Regions from separate parts of the Mus musculus genome. Here region 2 is linked to region 1. A link is a contact called in public Hi-C data. All regions are on one chromosome and are shown on one strand. Each heading gives the region's core, a stretch centred on a gene start, on an enhancer-like site or on the middle of the called end of the contact. The rest is flanking DNA. Distances are from core to core; before and after follow the strand shown.

Evidence for each region. Hi-C and Micro-C count contacts between places; a contact is called where the count stands out from the background.
Region 2: a contact with region 1 is called in a Hi-C map of the C2C12 cell line, with 3 times the contacts expected there. The contact joins two enhancer-like sites. A contact is called at or near these places in 1 of 15 datasets of contacts at CTCF or cohesin (the NIH/3T3 cell line), 7 of 484 Hi-C or Micro-C datasets (the BV-2 cell line, the C2C12 cell line, ECoMG-derived neutrophils and 4 more) and 1 of 115 datasets of contacts at active chromatin or transcription factors (microglia).

Annotation. Positions count from the first base shown.
Region 1 is chr5:102,519,007-102,521,941 of GRCm38.p6, forward strand. All of the region lies in intron 1 of Arhgap24 (Rho GTPase activating protein 24), which reads left to right. Among named protein-coding and RNA genes, the nearest start is that of Arhgap24, 39 kb to the left of the region's middle. Within about 2 kb of position 1,640, at least 29 of the 459 cell types and tissues checked have an H3K27ac peak or open chromatin away from gene starts, as enhancers often do. A contact at or near this core is called in the C2C12 cell line, where this site is marked.
Region 2 is chr5:102,692,985-102,695,882 of GRCm38.p6, forward strand. The region is part of intron 3 of Arhgap24 (Rho GTPase activating protein 24); the gene reads left to right. Among named protein-coding and RNA genes, the nearest start is that of Gm30396, 63 kb to the left of the region's middle. Within about 2 kb of position 1,512, at least 6 of the 459 cell types and tissues checked have an H3K27ac peak or open chromatin away from gene starts, as enhancers often do. A contact at or near this core is called in the C2C12 cell line, where this site is marked.

The DNA of each region.
Region 1 (2,935 bases), core at 390-2,889:
ATTGTTAAAATCACATCCTTTGCATCAGTGAAGTGCTTCAGGCCCGTTTTGTAAGAATTCTGAGAAGTTTGAAGTACATGGTGAACAATGTAGGTCTACATGTGTACCAATATCAGTTTTCAAGGAGTCTTCTGTTGCATTGTATTTGAGTGTGGTGGTCTGAAGGAGAATGGCCCACATAGGCTCATATGTTTGATTGCTAGGGCTGCAGTTGGTGGAACTGTTTAGGAAGAATTAGGGGGTGTAGTCTTCTTGGCATGGTTGTGGTCTCATTGGAGAAGGAGGTTACAAATGTTTATACTAGGCCCAGTCTTCTCTCTCTCTCCCCACACCCCCTTCAGATGCTTGTGCATTTTAGAATTTACATTACTACGAATAGACACCATGACCAAGGCAACTCTTATAAAGGAAAACATTTAACTGAGGCTGTCTTACAGTTTTTAGAGGTTCAGTCCATTATCATCATGGCAAGAAGCATGGCAGCATCCAGGCAGACGTGGTGCTGGCAAGGAGATAAGAGCTCTACATCTTGATCCACCTGGGTGGAGCGTGCATGTAGGACCTCAAAACCCACCCTACAGTGACACACTTCCTCCAACAAGGCCATGCCTACTCTAACAAGGCCACACCTATTCTAACAAGGCCACATCTCTTATAGTGCCACCCCCTAGGTCAAGCATTCAAACTACTACACTGTGGATGAGGATGCAAATCTCCCAGCTACTGATGAGGACACTGCCCATCTACTTCCTGCTATGATGATCATGGACTAACTCTCTGAAGCTGTGAGGAAGCCCCAAATGGAATACTTTATTTTATAAGAGCTCCCTTAGTCAGAGTGTCTCTGCACCACAATAGAATAGTAGCTAATGCAACAGGGACGTTTTGTATGAAGCCTCTTGCAAATATCCATTTACTACTTCATAGTATCAGTGGGAAAAGACCAGAGCTTAGAGATTGTTTTACCACCAATGAAGAATAGCCTAAACCTGGGAAAGATGATGAAGGGGCTTAGTTCAATTTTGACTCATACAAGATCTGTGTGAAGGTTTATTACGCTTTAGACATGAACATTTAAAGTAAGCACAGCCCTAAACTTACAACCATACAACTATACTTGTCAGAGCTTTTGGCTTTATTTTGTTTGTGACTTTGATATTTAATTGAAGCAATGATCTCATTTGATTAAGCATCACACTAGAAAGTGTCTGTCTTCCTATAGATGATTTCCACTATGTGTGGTCCTCATGGTGTTCAACTGTGTCATTGGTGGCAGTTTCACAAACACCACTTTAGCAATGGTGAGATGCACAGACAGCCTCTTCTCTTCATTGCTTGCCACCGTCACTACCATCATTTTTTTTTCCGGGCAAATACCATTCTGGTAGCGAGATCACATTGCCTTGAAGTCTCACAGCAGTTTAACTTGGTGGATGTTGCTATGCAGTTTCCCAGAGAAGATGCATATTTTGGTAGATGTATACTATGCTTTACATAATATACCTAATGGTTATTTATGAGTAAAGGCTGTAGAGCCAGGATCTGAATCTCTGACTTCAAAACCCCTGTTAGCATGTGCTGCCATGCTTTCTCCATTTAGTCTCATGACACTTCTAAGATGAATCATCTTTGGAGCTGGTGAGAGGTTACATAGCAGATCTGTAGACTTCCCCTGTGTCACCTCTAGCTTCTCTCTGCTTATTCAAGCAACAGATGGCTTTAACACCCTCTCTGACTCACATGGGCATGTAAATAGCCTACTAGTCCCATGACCACATGTCTGACGGTGGCTAACAAACATCCAGGCAGCTCTGCCTATCTTTGACATGGTAGAATGGCATCTCATACATTCAGATAATGTGGCTATTAACTACTGGGGACAAAGCCCTGGCAGAAATGGCAACCACATTCTTTTCATAGACAGCATGGAAGGCTTCTGTTTTCACTGTAACACCAAAGGGAAACAGATATATCAACTGACTTGTGTGTTCTCCTGAGAATTGAAGCACACAGCCAACAGAGGACTGTATGTAACTCTGAAATTTCCGAACTAGAAAAAGAAGCTTGCTGTTGTAGGTTCTACACAGACACCCCTTGAGCACACTTTTGTGTGCATCCATTCCTACATCTCAGAGTGTAGTCTAACTTAGACATGATGCAACCAACGGACAGCAGCCTTGCAAGAAGGAGGCACAAATGCTTTCAGACATGCAGTTGTTTGTGATTCATGTCCCCAAAGTTCATTAGCATAAACTGGTCTTTCCTTAATAATGCTAAACTTTTTAAAAAAAGATTTACTAATTTATTTTATGTATATGGTCACACTGTACCTGTATTGATGGTTGTGAGCCATCATGTGGTTGCTGGGAATGAAGGTTGCTTGCTCCGGTCAACCCTGCTTACTCTGGTCAGCCCTGCTTGCTCCAGCCTAAAGATTTATTTATTATTATATCTAAGTACACTGTAGCTGTCTTCAGATGCACCAGAAGAGGGTGTCAGATCTCATTATGGATGGTCATGAGCCACCATATGGTTGCTGGGATTTGAACTCAAGGCCTTTGGAAGAGCAGTCAGTGCTCTTAACTGCTGAGCTATCTCTCCAGCCCAATAATGCTCAACTTTAAATATTCCTTTCCCTTCCTTATCTCATCATGTGAATATGGCCAGGCTACCTAGTTGAGGTGGTCACTGCTCTATGGCTGTTGCATGAAGACCTGGATGGGTGACTCCATCAGAAACCTGAAAGCTGTTCTTCACAGGGCTGAGAAGCATGCTTGGTGCCCTGTTCTTGGATCAGCTAAGCTTGGATTTGACATGTGCTGTTTCTCTTTTGAGGTTCAGTGTAGTGCTAAAATGGGGACAAAAATAAACTCGTGTATCCAAAGGTTCCTTAGCTTAAATGTTACTCCACAATGGTTTTCAGATCCATACTTAT
Region 2 (2,898 bases), core at 262-2,761, 170 kb after region 1:
TCTAACATAGATAGCAGCAGTGTGGCTCTGATGTTTTCCTGTTATAGAGAAAATATAGTAAGATTGCTGGCCCCATAATAAAATCTAGAGAGTAGAAGGATATGCCATCCAGCCTAGAAGAGTAGCCAAATATTAGGGCTTCTTAGATGGAAGATGGGTGTTTTTATAAATTGTGGGTGTCTGTGACAAGCAATAAGAAATGAAGGATCATATAATTTAAGGTAGGAAAACTTCAAAAATGACTGGCTTGAAAAGAAAAGTTTCTGGAGAAAGAAACTTGTTTGACCTCACAAGTGTGAGAGAAAAAGGCCAAAGCCTCCCAGTGCACACAGCAAAACCTAAATGGGGTCAAGGTCAGAACTGCACAATGGTGTGGAACTTGTTGGTACTCAAACTTGCTTAATCATGAAGAGGAAAGAGCAGCTGTGTAAACACTGTGTTAGTGTTTGCTGGTATTTGGCCGTAATCTGAGGAGCAAGGCCTCAGATGTATGTTGTTTGTGTGAACACGTGGGCTATGGAGAAACAGAGATGTCAACTCCTACCTACATTAGGATACTGGATATAAGTGGTACTGAGGAGAGTAGGGGGAGATGGCTCAGTCCCTAATGTGATTGTCACACAACCGTGTGGACCTGAGTTTGGATCCCACTACCTATGCTTAAAAAGCCAGGTGTGGAGGCACAGGACATGAACTCCAGTGTGGAAGGAGGGCTGTGTGGGTAGATGGGGGTAGGTAGAGGTAAGAGGGTTATGGGACTCAGGAGCTCATTGCCTACCCAGTCTAGGCAATCAGTGATCTCCAGGTTCAGTGATACACTCTGTCTCAAAAGTTAAGCTGAGGAAGACATACTGTTGATCTCTGACCTCCCTCTATGTACCTCTATGTGTGTCCACCATCAAGGACACTTATATACACTTACATTCACCACACACAATGCACACAGAGTAGTAGACTGTATTAGAGAGGCAGTTACAGAAGGAGGAAGTCCTTCTGAAGTGCTCAGTGAAGTTACCACCAAGTCTCAGGAGAAGACAGCCACTCGCCAACAGCTCCCTGGTGGTAGGAGATGTCTTGGTTTCTTTCCTCTATGTAGTCACCTGACTGTCTTAGTCAACAGGGTGTGGTATGGTAACCGACAGCACTGCAGACATCATAGCCCTCTGACCACAGACAGATACTGAAGATCTCTTAGTAGTAGCCAACGCTTCTTGAATGAGGAATGACACATAAATGAAATGCCATTCCTATAGCCAAACAGATGTAGCATCAGTTAAGAATCAAATAGTAAGAAAAAAAGATTTAATGTGCGGCTTCAGATTATGTTCTAAATGTGGATTTTGAGGAGGTTTCTTTAATTCTTGTTCTGTGGACAACTTCAGTTCAAGTTGGCATTAAAAATGTTAGTCATTGCTTGGAACTCAACAAAGTTTGTGTATGCCCAGTGTCATATGTGCCATAAATTTATGTCCTTCTGTGAGCCGCATTTACTTACTTCTAAGGGAAAATCAAGGGTTTGCAGGCTGGAAGCCATCTGTCCACTGCACATCTGTGAGCTGTAACTAAGGGCTCAGGAGATGGATCTGTGGGTGGATAAACTGCTTGCTGCACAAATGTGAAGACAGGAGCTCAGATTCCCAGAACCCAAGGAAACTGGATGTCATCGCACATGTCTGTAATCCCACTGCCTCTTCAGTGAGATGGAAGGCAGGGACAGGAGAATCCTATCCCGGGAAGCTCACAGGCTTCATGTATGCCACAGTAAACAAGACCATAGAAAGGAAGGTAAGGATTTATAACAGAGGCTACCCTCTAACTTCTACACGTGTGCCATAGAATGCCCATATACCCCCCACATGAACATATCCATTCTATAAGCACATCTCATGTGTATGTGTAATAAAATGGTAAAAATGCTTTAAAGGAAAATTACTACTAATGGTGGTGGCAGTCATGGAATAGAGATACTAAATGTTCTAGGTACTTTTCTGTCAATGTTATCAAATATGGTGACAAAAAGCACCTTGGGGGAGAAGGACTTTGTTTTAGTTTATAGCTCCACATGTATGGAGTCCATCATGGTTTGGGAGACATAGCAACAGGCAAGAAAAGCATAGTGACAGGCACAGGGAACTGGGTGATTGCAATTCATCCACATACAGGAAGGAGCAAGGGCAGGAATAGAAAGAGGGGGGCATATGGATGGATGGGCGGAGGGAAGGAGGAAAGGAGAGGGAGGAAGGGAGGGAAGGAGATGAGGGACTAGGCCCAAAACATTTAAAGTAAGTCTTTGACATACTTCCCCCAACAAAGACCCACCTCATAAAATACCAGAACCTTCCAAATCAGCACCGCTAACTGGGAGCAAGTATTCAAACACACGAGCCTGTGGAGGACATCTCTCATTCAAACCATCACAGTAAAGAGTGTTTGGATCTGCTGAACTTTTGAGAGACTTTCATCAGATTGTGAAACTATCCACTCCTCTAAATTGTTGTTTGATAAACCATTTCCCACAAATACAACTTTAGCACTGAGTTGGGGCGAGTGGTATTGAGAAGTGCATTCAGAGCAGACCACCTGAGGAGCAGCAGCAACAGCAATAACAACAGCAACAGCAACAGCAAAAACAGTAACAGTGGCAGCAAGAACAACAGCAGCAGCAACAGTAACAACAATAGACAGAACAGTAACAACAACAGCAAGACCAGTAACAGCAGCAACAGCAGCAGCAACAACAACAACAGCAGCAGCAGCAGAAACAGTAACAGTGGCAGCAAGAACAACAGCAGCAGCAACAGTAACAACAATAGACAGAACAGTAACAACAATAGCAAGAACAGTAACAGCAACAACAGCAGCAGCAGCAACAGCAGCAGCAGCAAGAACAGTAACAGA